3 separate regions of the Hordeum vulgare genome follow, and all the other regions are linked to region 2. Evidence: chromatin contacts called from public Hi-C data. All regions are on one chromosome and are shown on one strand. Each heading gives the region's core, a stretch centred on a gene start, on an enhancer-like site or on the middle of the called end of the contact. The rest is flanking DNA. Distances are from core to core; before and after follow the strand shown. Region 1 has its middle 60 kb from the start of LOC123408114. Region 2 has its middle 99 kb from the start of LOC123408827. Region 3 has its middle 140 kb from the start of LOC123413315.

Region 1 (3,201 bases), core at 35-2,534, 310 kb before region 2:
TTAAATTTTAATGAAATAAGCCGTGTTTGCATAAATTTGTTTGGTTTAGTTGAACCGTATTTAAATCAATTGCGGATAGTATTGAATGACCGGGCTCCGTATCTAAGTTCGCGAACTGGTCCGCTTAATGTCGGAGATGCTTTTATATTTTCTCTATCTCAAAATAAGTATCTTAATTTTGTATTAGTTTTAATATAAAATTATATTAAACTTGAGATATTTATTTTGAGGGAGTACACAGTTTTGTAGACAGTGGCGAAGCCAGCTATGTGGCAAGGTTTGGCACATGTCATACCTAAACTCGACTAAGTATCGCACGTACAGTATCAGCTTGATACAATATTTATGTTTTGAGCTGGGCTTAGCAGCTGCTGATGGGACGCGTTCATAGCCGCTTAACTGCATGTCATATCTGTCCATGGATTACGTCCTAAACCTTCCGACTGCACGTGTACTATGATCTGCATGGCGGAGGCAATAGCAGGGAGGGCACCGGGCACGGGCGAACACCAGGGCGGTAGTGGCAAGTGGCGGCCCTAGTTCACCGGTGAGGAGATGCTCTGACCGGTATACGACGACGCGACTCAGCAAAGCCGCGAGGATGATCAGCAGACGGCGTCACTTTAACTGAAATTAGACTAGATCACATCGTATAAGTATCTATATTCTTCGATTTTAGTTTAAATCATGTAGTACATTATTTTAACGGGGGTAAAGGATTTTTCTCATCGATTAATTGAGCAGAAAAGAATTACTCAGTTAATTAATTAAGCGGAAGAGATTTGCCTCATCATGTAGTACATTGTTCTAGTGCCTTCGCATTGTTGAAACACTAATGGATTAATTTATTTAGTAAACTGTTGAATAATTAACCATATAATTTATATCTAGTGAGGTATTTTGAGTGCCAATGCTCAGTTTTTTATCTGTCTTCCATATTTACTAAATATAAAGTGTTACCTTCGTCCCGAATTACTTGTCTCAAATTTTTCTATATAGATAACACTAAAATGTGTATACATATATCTGTATCTTTTCGAATTTAAGATAAGTAATTCGGGATGGAGAGAGTAATATACATCTATTTTAGTGAGCCTTTCATAATCATATTATATGTGTTATTCTCTTTTATAAACTTCGCCATACCTGAAAATAATTCCAGCCTCCGTCACTGTTTGTAGACAACCACGTGGCACAGTAGACGCACATGGTTTGCTTGTACGTGTCTACTACTTGTCTGCATACATACGCAGCGTGGCCACGCCAGGACGGCCGCCGGACCACACGACGGAGTACAGTAGCGTTTTCGTATTGTACTGCCGTATCGTTCGTACTACGTGGACGTAGCTGTTCCATCCAACACGATCGAAGCGGACGTTCCGAACGGAGCCAAAGCGTCGAGGAAGGGGCCGGGACACTCGTTCCTCTCTTGCCTGCAACAAGACTCCAAAAGCAGTACTATAAATGCGTTTGGACTTTGGACTGCAGCTTCCTTCCTTGCCACTGCTACTGGATGTTTATCCGAGAAACTACCCTGTAAAAGATCGATCGGCACACGGAAAAAGGTTGTAAAGCAAGCCCGGGCCCGAGAGTAATTTATTCTCGTGTCCATCGACGCCTTCTTTTGTACCTGGCTAGCTTTGCGGTGGTCAAAAGCGGCCGATGGTGGAGGCTCCACGCACGCACGCGCGGGTGTCGCATGGATGGAGCTTTGATGGATCGAACACGACGAGAGGAGAACAGCTTGGCGCCGGAGGCACCGCACATGGTCAGTCGCTCACCGGACGCACCGCTTTGGCTTCTTGCTGTCCGTGTTGCCGGCGTGTTGCGTGTGCCTCTGCTAGCACTAGCTAGCTAGAGTAGTACTCGGACCTTGGTCATTGATGATTGTGAGTTAAAGGGACCCTTTGGTTTCACGATGACGTGGAGTCGAACAGGTTGGTTCCATCCTTAGTAGCCGTTTTCGTGTTTAGTTAGGTTAGGAACCGAAATTCGGTCATCCACATGTAGGGAATATTTCCTCCAGAAGCTTCATCAAGTGATTCCGTCGATTTGAAGGAATCGACTCGTTATTCGTCCATGAAAACAAAGAAAAAGAAAATAACCAAGCAATTCTCACCGCGCTCACCCTCGCACCCGAACAAAAGTTTTCGTGGTTATTTTTGTTGTTGTTATTTTTTCGTTTTTGTGATTATTTTTTCATGGTTATTTTTTCATTTCTGTGTTTATTTTTCGTAAATATTGGTATGTACTCATGATCATATATTTTTATTTGCATGTATTGAAAATTGAAATAAAGTGTTGCTGAAAATTTAAATTATAATGCAAAGAACTCTATTTGTTCAGAGATGTAATCTCACCATTTATATCGAAGAGGTGAGTGACAGATTTTTTTATATTTCATCTCTCCAACTAAACACCGGGATGGAATCAACTGAACACAAGGATAAAACCAACCATGACTTTAAAATGGAACCATGACATTCCATGACTTTCGATTTTCAAATCAAACACACCCAGGTGATAAATTCATCGAGCATCGAGCAAAAATTCGATAACGACTTGATAGGGGATTGGTGAATGAAGCATGGGCGATTCTTTTCCCCCTTAGCAGCCCTGGAAAATTTACAATATAATCACTCAGATCATAGACCTTTGTTGGTTAATACGGAATGTCATTCTGCGCGTGCCCATGGTGACGCAAAACCGAAGAGGTTTGAGTCAAGATGGTTACCGGGAAGCAAAGTTTAAAGATACTGTAACGGAAGAAACCTAAACAGAGTATCCGTAAGACACGACGGGATCTTGAAAGGGTGATGACAGGCCCAATAGACGGCGCTCGTGAAGAAGCGAGGAAAGTTCTTTCGGAGTTGATTGAATATCTTGTGGAACTCGAAGAATTTCACATGATGCAATTGTCTCGAGTTTCATGCTTGAAAATGGGGACAAAAATACGGCATTCTTTCAAGCATATGCTTCAACAAGGAGAAAAAGAAACTATAATGGTTTTGTTGTTGCACTAAAACCAGATAAATTTTTCGAGTAATGGTTTCACTGCTGCACTGTAACCAGATAATTGACCGGTACATACTTTAAGCTATGGCACACCAAACCACCTTATGGCTCATGGCTATGAACGTGTTGTGGATAGCCGGTGTTACTCCCACAGGAACGATCACTCCTGAACAGGAGAAGGCATTC
Region 2 (3,382 bases), core at 259-2,758:
ATCGGGGTCGATGAAATGTGCAGGCCAACAACCTCCATTATACCTGTGGGAAACAGCACCGATCCACTGCTCTTCTTCTCTCTAAAACAGAGAAGCCGTACCCTCTGCTCCTCTCTCTCCCTCTCTCTCGTGCGCACTAATTGTGTTTCCGAAAGCATTTACACCCAGACCGGCCAAATCCACTCCTATAGAACCACGGACGTGTCCGATCACGTCTGTAGACGCTTTCGGACGATCCTTCACATTTCATTCTATGCATCCATATACTTTATATTTTGACTCTTAAATCCACGTAAAATCATGTACATAGATCATCTGATACTAAACGTTGCATGTAAAACAAATGTATCATTCGTGAGCGTGAAGTAGTCATCGTGTGTGTCCATTCCCTCCACAATGCACATAAACAATGGTTTTCGCATGCGAAAACGACGACGAAAAAATGTATCATCTGAAAAGTTGGGTCCGGATCAAAGTAATCATTTTGAGTAGCTTTGCTTCGAATACTTGATAACTCTTCTCCTTTTGATTGAGCTCTTAAAATTGAGAATGTACTCCACTTCCCGGTTCATTCCGCTTGCATGCTAATGAACATCATCATGTCTACTTCTTCGTTCGAATCAGATGAATTGAAACTCATCTTGAATCAGTTGATCAAGCTTCGTTGGTCCATACTTCTCGTCAGATGAAACATAGAATCCATCGTTATCCCAAAAAAATTGATCAACAAATCAGGTAAGACATTCTGTCGAACGCATCCGACGCAAGACACAACCAGAGAGTTGTCGGACGTACCGCGGTGTCTTTGGAGCCGGCGATGACGTCCTATGCCGAGAGGTCGAGAAAGATGATCCCTGTGACCGAGCGGCGGGGATGGCAGAGGCTACTAGATGACGTAGCGTGCGCGGCGGCGGAGCTGCGAGGCGGACGACGCGCGAAGGAATTGGAGAAAGAAAAATAGAAAATGGGATCCGACAATTCTGCGAATGGATTTGATGCAATTTGTGATAGGTCAGGATGTCGGGTCCGACGTGACGGGCAAGCCGAGGCGCACCCGGGATCCCCTATATCCGTCCGATATTTAGGCTGGATATAAGGGATGTCGGTCAGCCCGAACGTTTAAGACATATCTGAGGGATCGTCTGAATCGTTTTTTTGTGACCGGTCAGTGACCAGACTATTTGCCCCGCGTTTGAGATGAATTTAAGGGGTCCGGGTGTAGATGCTCTCACAAACATAAACGATCGATCATAATCGATTGATGTAAGGGGGCCGGATGTAGATGCTCTCACAAACATAAACGATCGATCATAAATCGATTGAGTTTAAGGGGTCCAATGTTTGAGATGAATTTAAGGGGTCGGGTGTGGAAATCACTGAACGCAACTCCCCAAGGGTTTAATGGATTGATGTATGGTGTGCTGATGTTGATGACTATGTACTCCAGAAACCATAGTAGTGTGTGGACCTGATGATTTAGGACGGCCCACGTTACACTGGCGACTTTCTAGATTGAGGGGTTTGAGCAGGACGTCGCACCCATACGTACATATATTCTCTTCAGGAGGTCCTAGACATCGCCTTAAGCGCCTTTAGGCAAACCGGTGCCTACAGAGCTCCTTTTTGTGGGACGGCCCATGTTAAATGTATTGGTCCTTAAAATCAAAAACAAAGTCATAGAATATTTAAAAAAAATCCAGATTTACGTAAAAAGTTCAATAACTATAAAAAAAGTTCATCGATTAAGGAAATATGTTTATGCATTTTCAGAAATTTCACAGAATTCGAAAAAAAAATTAAATAAAGTTCATGAGCTTTTGGAAATAGTTTACTGATTTTGAAAAAAGTTCACGAATTTTAAATTATGTTCTCCAATTTGCAAAAAAGTTCATTGATTTAAAAAAATCATCGATTTTAAAAAAAAATCATCAATTTGAAAAAAAGTTCACGAGCTAAAACACAGATCTAATCTCTGGTTAGCAAAATTTGCATTTAACCGACGCCTGTAACGCTAAATAGCGTTTCCCATTCTCTTCTGCAGTTGCTAGATCAACAAACGCGGAAAGAAAAGCCGGGGATGCCAAAATTTACTGTCGCGCATGGCCGGCCCTGTGTCTCAGGAGGCCTAGGCAAACTCAATGACATGGCCCCTATATCCTAAGATCATATATTTTTAGTTTAAAATTTAACTATAATAATTGATTGACTCCATCGATAATAATAATAATTAAATTTTAACTTACTCAATCGACAATAATAATACTAAAAAAAGATAGCAAAATGAAACTAAAATGACATGATTATCTCAAATAAGAATCAAATTTCGACTGACTCCATCGACCATAATAATAATTTAGTGCTTCAGAAAAAAAAATCTCCGGGCGTTTCTTGATGCAAAAGTCATTAAGGGCAAAATAAAGATCAACATTGTCCAAGATATCCTTTTCAATGCAGCACATAGTCAAGCCATTTAGTCTATCTTGCAACATAGTTGACCTCAAATAATTTTTCGGTAGTTTTAGGCTGCAATTTTTCTCCATTGTACTGTCGGCATCATCTTCAAAATCTATTTGCTCCGGTGTGCTTGCACCATCTTCATTGACCTTAACATCTATATTTTCATGCACGGGATTAATTTCTTGCCCTTGTTCTTTGCTCGCATCAACATTGCTTGAAAATGTAAAGTATCTATTCAAAAAAACCTTCAGCGGTTGAATTTTCAGATCACTTCTTTTCTTTTTCTTCTTTTTTCAGCACCCGTCAATTGCTTCTTCTTAGACAACATGTCATGCTAATATGCTAAAATTATGAAAACAAAAACATGATACAAAGAATTAGTAATTTATACATCGAATGATTGAAACCCTAGACATCCATGGATAAATAGTTAAATAGTTAATATGTATATACTAATTACTAAACAAAGATGGATGGATAGACTACGTACTCGTGTTAATTCTGCTGTTGATTACTTCTTCTGAATTTTGATGAATGGATGGATGGCCGGGCCTTGTGCCCTCGTTGGCTTCGGATGCCGGATGGCTGCGACGGCCTCGTGCCCTAGTCATATTGCAGATGGATGGATGGTCGTACTGCGGGCGGCCGACGACGCCGACTCGCGCAATGGCGACAAGCCGAACGAGGCACCAAGTGACGTTGTATGGCCGGACTATTACTACAAGCGGACGATTCGACGAGGGCACTCGAGACGAGGCGTCGAGGCGACCAGAAACGAAAGAAAATGATTCTACGACGTTGTACACTGGGCAATCGATCGTTGATGGGCCTAGCCATCTGGTTTCTTCTTTTCTGTATTTTTTGCCTATTTTCTTGATGGGCTATATTCTATATATATATATATATATATACTATATAAGGGCCC
Region 3 (3,489 bases), core at 652-3,151, 460 kb before region 2:
ACAAATAACCTTATGCTTGAACAGAAACATACAAACCTGAAAGGCTCATCTCCAGTGTATTTGAGTGCACCGGTTGCATCTCGTATGTGTTTTTTTTGTGTGTGTGGGGTGCAATATCCTGGTAAAACACAACTAGCCTGTCCATAAGAGCATATAGAGTCAGACTTGATAAATCCAACATCTCAAACGCCCGCAAACGTGTTTGGACGCATCCGTGGACACTGAATGGTCACGTCTTAAATTATACATTCGACAATCGGATAACTTAAATTAAAAACCTTAAATTCATATTATTACATGCATTGTAAATCTAATAAAGGGGAGCTCGTCTGGCTCCGTCGTGCCCATGTCTAGCGGTTGGCTGCGCCTCTCGTAGCGTCGGTCCGATCGCCGACGAGGTAGAGTAGGACATGAGACACTAGTCGGCTCACGGGAGTCGAGCTCCCACCGTCTCCCATGCCCTACTCTTCCTCGTCGGAGCCTGTAACCCAAAAGGTGTCGGTGGATGTCAGGTCGATGACGGATCCTTCCTCAAAATAGATGACGTCCAGCACGACGCGGTTGCAACGCACGCAGTGGTGCACCTTACGAGACGTTGGAGTGTGTGACTCCGCCTCTCCAACGTCCACCACCGCGAGGGCATCCGCCACCTGCCGCGCCCGTTGCCTCGAACGGCGGGCACGCCGCCCCATGTTAGCGTCTGCGGACGCTCATAATGCGTCCTCGGCGTGCCAACGGAGGGGTTGCGCGTCCGGCACGACGTTCGACCTCTAGACGGACCGCACCGCCTCCAGTGGGGCAATGACGCTGGATCAAAGCACCGGTTGTACCGACGCAATGGATACCCGATGTTGCTAGTCTGAGCGCGAGCGATGGCGCCGGGCGGCCGACTCCCGGCAGCGGCAGATCATAAGTCGGACGACCATCTCCTTTTTAGGACCGCGTAGGATAAGCTCGTGGTCGACGAATCTGAAGGTAAAGAACTCGGACCTGCTTCCCGTCATGCCCGAAAAGGCCGGAGATCGCCGGAGGTGGGATGGAGTAGCGGATGGGAGTGAAATGAAGTGGCTAGAGTTTAATCCGGCGAACGAATGGTGATGAATATATGTGAGATCGATGCGGGCCAGTACGGACGATGCCGACGACAATTCATCATCGATCAGTAACCGGACGACCTCTTCACAAGTTTAAGACGAGTACGAAAGATCCGATTGTAGATGATCGAACTCTCTTGGGGCTCCCCTACAGTCACCATGGTGCAGCCGTGCAACGTATAACCTTCTTCTAGAAAACAAAGCCGTAGTAAGAGCATGTTCGGGATCTCTTCCATTCAAAACTCCGCTCCAGTCCTAGAGGAAAGGAGGAGCCCGGTTTTACCAACTCCTTAAAATTACGCTGGCGCTCCCTCCGCTCCGGGAGCCGCATTTGGAAGCGGAGAGGATCCAAACAGGTCCTAAACATTGCACTCCGATTTTAAAAAACGGAGCGTGCGTACGCCCGCGTGGTATGCACATATACTGTGTGTATAACATTGCATGTACACACATTTGACGTCTTGACGTGCGACGGTGCGAGTTGCATAATTACTGGCCGAAGATATCCGTGGCAGCACAGTGTACATCACCTATCCAAGTGTTGCAGTAATAATATGACGAGCGTGCTCAGCAGGTCTATACAGCCTTTTGTCGCGCCGAGGTCACGTGCATGCATGAGTAGCTGGTTAACGGAACCAACGTGCATATGCATGCATGCTGCATGCATGCAAAGCTAGCTAGGGTTCGCGAGGCGGCGATCCCACCGTGAGAGGTTTAATTTGCATATACGATTATGTGTATGTATGCATGTGCGTGCAGACGTGGCCGTGTCCACCTACTTTGCGTGTCCGCGTTGTGTAGCCACGCCAGCGTCTCGACCGCTCACCACGGACCACACGATACAAGTAGTCAGTTTCTACGTGGACCTAGCTGCTCCATGTATACAACCAGAAATAGACGTTTCCGGATGGAGCCAAGAACGTCGCGGGGACGGACGTTGTTCTCGACGTGTAGTAGCAAAATGACAAAAGCATACCATAAGCAAATATCAACGGCATGTGTATCAGGGAAAAACTGCCATCGAAAACCAAGTGGTTGATCGATCGGCGAAAAGTTGTAAACTATATACCTTTTTTATTCTCGAAAAATTGTAAATAATACCCTATGTATAATAATACTTGTAGTCTAGTTTTTTCTAACAACAAATATTTACAAACAGCGGGATTATATACATTTTTTGTTGAAAAGTTGTAAACTATATGGGAGAAGCTAATGCTCTATCGGCTGATTGTACGAGCAGTTCTGTCACCTGCGTAGCCGTTGGATCGTCCATGCGACCTCAAACGTGCTTACACACCTACGTTCTTTTCTTTGCTTATCACGTGTCTGTTTATCGTATGTTGCAATAATAACGGTGTTGCAAACCACGTCGAGGAATGACTATGGTAACTTACACAAGTTTTTGCAACATCGGCTATATTGCATTAAATAATTGTAATAAAATCTCTGTTGCGATTTTTTTGCTACAAGAACTTTATTGCAAAAAATAGCTTGCAACACAATCGATGTTGTAAAAAACATTCCGTAACACAATCTATGTTAAAAAAAAAATCTACATATGCTTCCGCAACACGATTCTTGTTGTAGAAAATATTCTATAACAAATTATATTGTAAAAAAAAATCTACGGACATTTTTGCAACACGCTATCTGTTGCAATTTTTTTTACTACATAATCAATGTTGCAAAAGACCCGTCAGCCCCTTTTTAACACTAGATCTGGTGGTTAGCGTCCCGACCGATTTTTTAAAAAGATCGGTCGACGGACGCGTAACATCATGCTTGTTTCTGCGACTGAAACGTTGTTTCAGAATTTTATGAGATGGACGGAGGTGTTCGAACCGTGCAAGCGAGTATATCAGATGGCTAATTGAATGTCGCATGATTACTACAAATCGATCCGTGGATGCCTAGCAGTCCCCAAACTATATACCTTTGCACGTATGTACGGGCTAATTCTTTTTCTCTGTCACCTTCTTTTCTAGCTTTCCGTGGTCAAAGGACGCCAAATGTGGAGGCTCCACGCACGTATGGTGTTGGGATGCACGCGCGCGCGCGCGCTTGAAGCTCCGATCGAACATGGGAGGAGAACGACTTTGCACTGGCCTCGCCGGGCACGAGGCATCGATCGCACATGCTGCTGCCCTACTCCAACCGCTTTGTCTTCTCGCTGCCGTATGCTTGGGAATTTCGCGTTGTAATTTGTTTCGGGCGTCGGTCACTTTCAGTTTGCTCTTTTCACGTGTGCTAGGCTGATACCTCACCTGTCACCCCAGAAAATGATGATGGTGCATCGAGTCAATAGACAGTAGAGAGTGTTCGGATCCCAAAGTACACGCAAAACGAAATAGTACTAGAAAACTCCACACGATGTAAGAATGCATGTGATCGATCA

Evidence for each region. Hi-C and Micro-C count contacts between places; a contact is called where the count stands out from the background.
Region 1: a Hi-C map of leaf shows a contact between it and region 2, with 4 times the contacts expected there. The contact joins two enhancer-like sites. A contact is called at or near these places in 2 of 6 Hi-C or Micro-C datasets (leaf and seedling).
Region 3: a contact with region 2 is called in a Hi-C map of leaf, with 5 times the contacts expected there. The contact joins two enhancer-like sites. A contact is called at or near these places in 3 of 6 Hi-C or Micro-C datasets (leaf and seedling).

Annotation. Positions count from the first base shown.
Region 1 is chr7H:581,809,572-581,812,772 of MorexV3_pseudomolecules_assembly, forward strand. No RefSeq gene overlaps it. Among protein-coding and RNA genes, the nearest start is that of LOC123408114, 60 kb to the right of the region's middle. Within about 2 kb of position 1,285, at least 3 of the 3 cell types and tissues checked have open chromatin away from gene starts, as enhancers often do. A contact at or near this core is called in leaf, where this site is marked.
Region 2 is chr7H:582,119,548-582,122,929 of MorexV3_pseudomolecules_assembly, forward strand. No RefSeq gene overlaps it. Among protein-coding and RNA genes, the nearest start is that of LOC123408827, 99 kb to the right of the region's middle. Within about 2 kb of position 1,509, at least 2 of the 3 cell types and tissues checked have open chromatin away from gene starts, as enhancers often do. A contact at or near this core is called in leaf, where this site is marked.
Region 3 is chr7H:581,655,645-581,659,133 of MorexV3_pseudomolecules_assembly, forward strand. No RefSeq gene overlaps it. Among protein-coding and RNA genes, the nearest start is that of LOC123413315, 140 kb to the left of the region's middle. Within about 2 kb of position 1,902, at least 3 of the 3 cell types and tissues checked have open chromatin away from gene starts, as enhancers often do. A contact at or near this core is called in leaf, where this site is marked.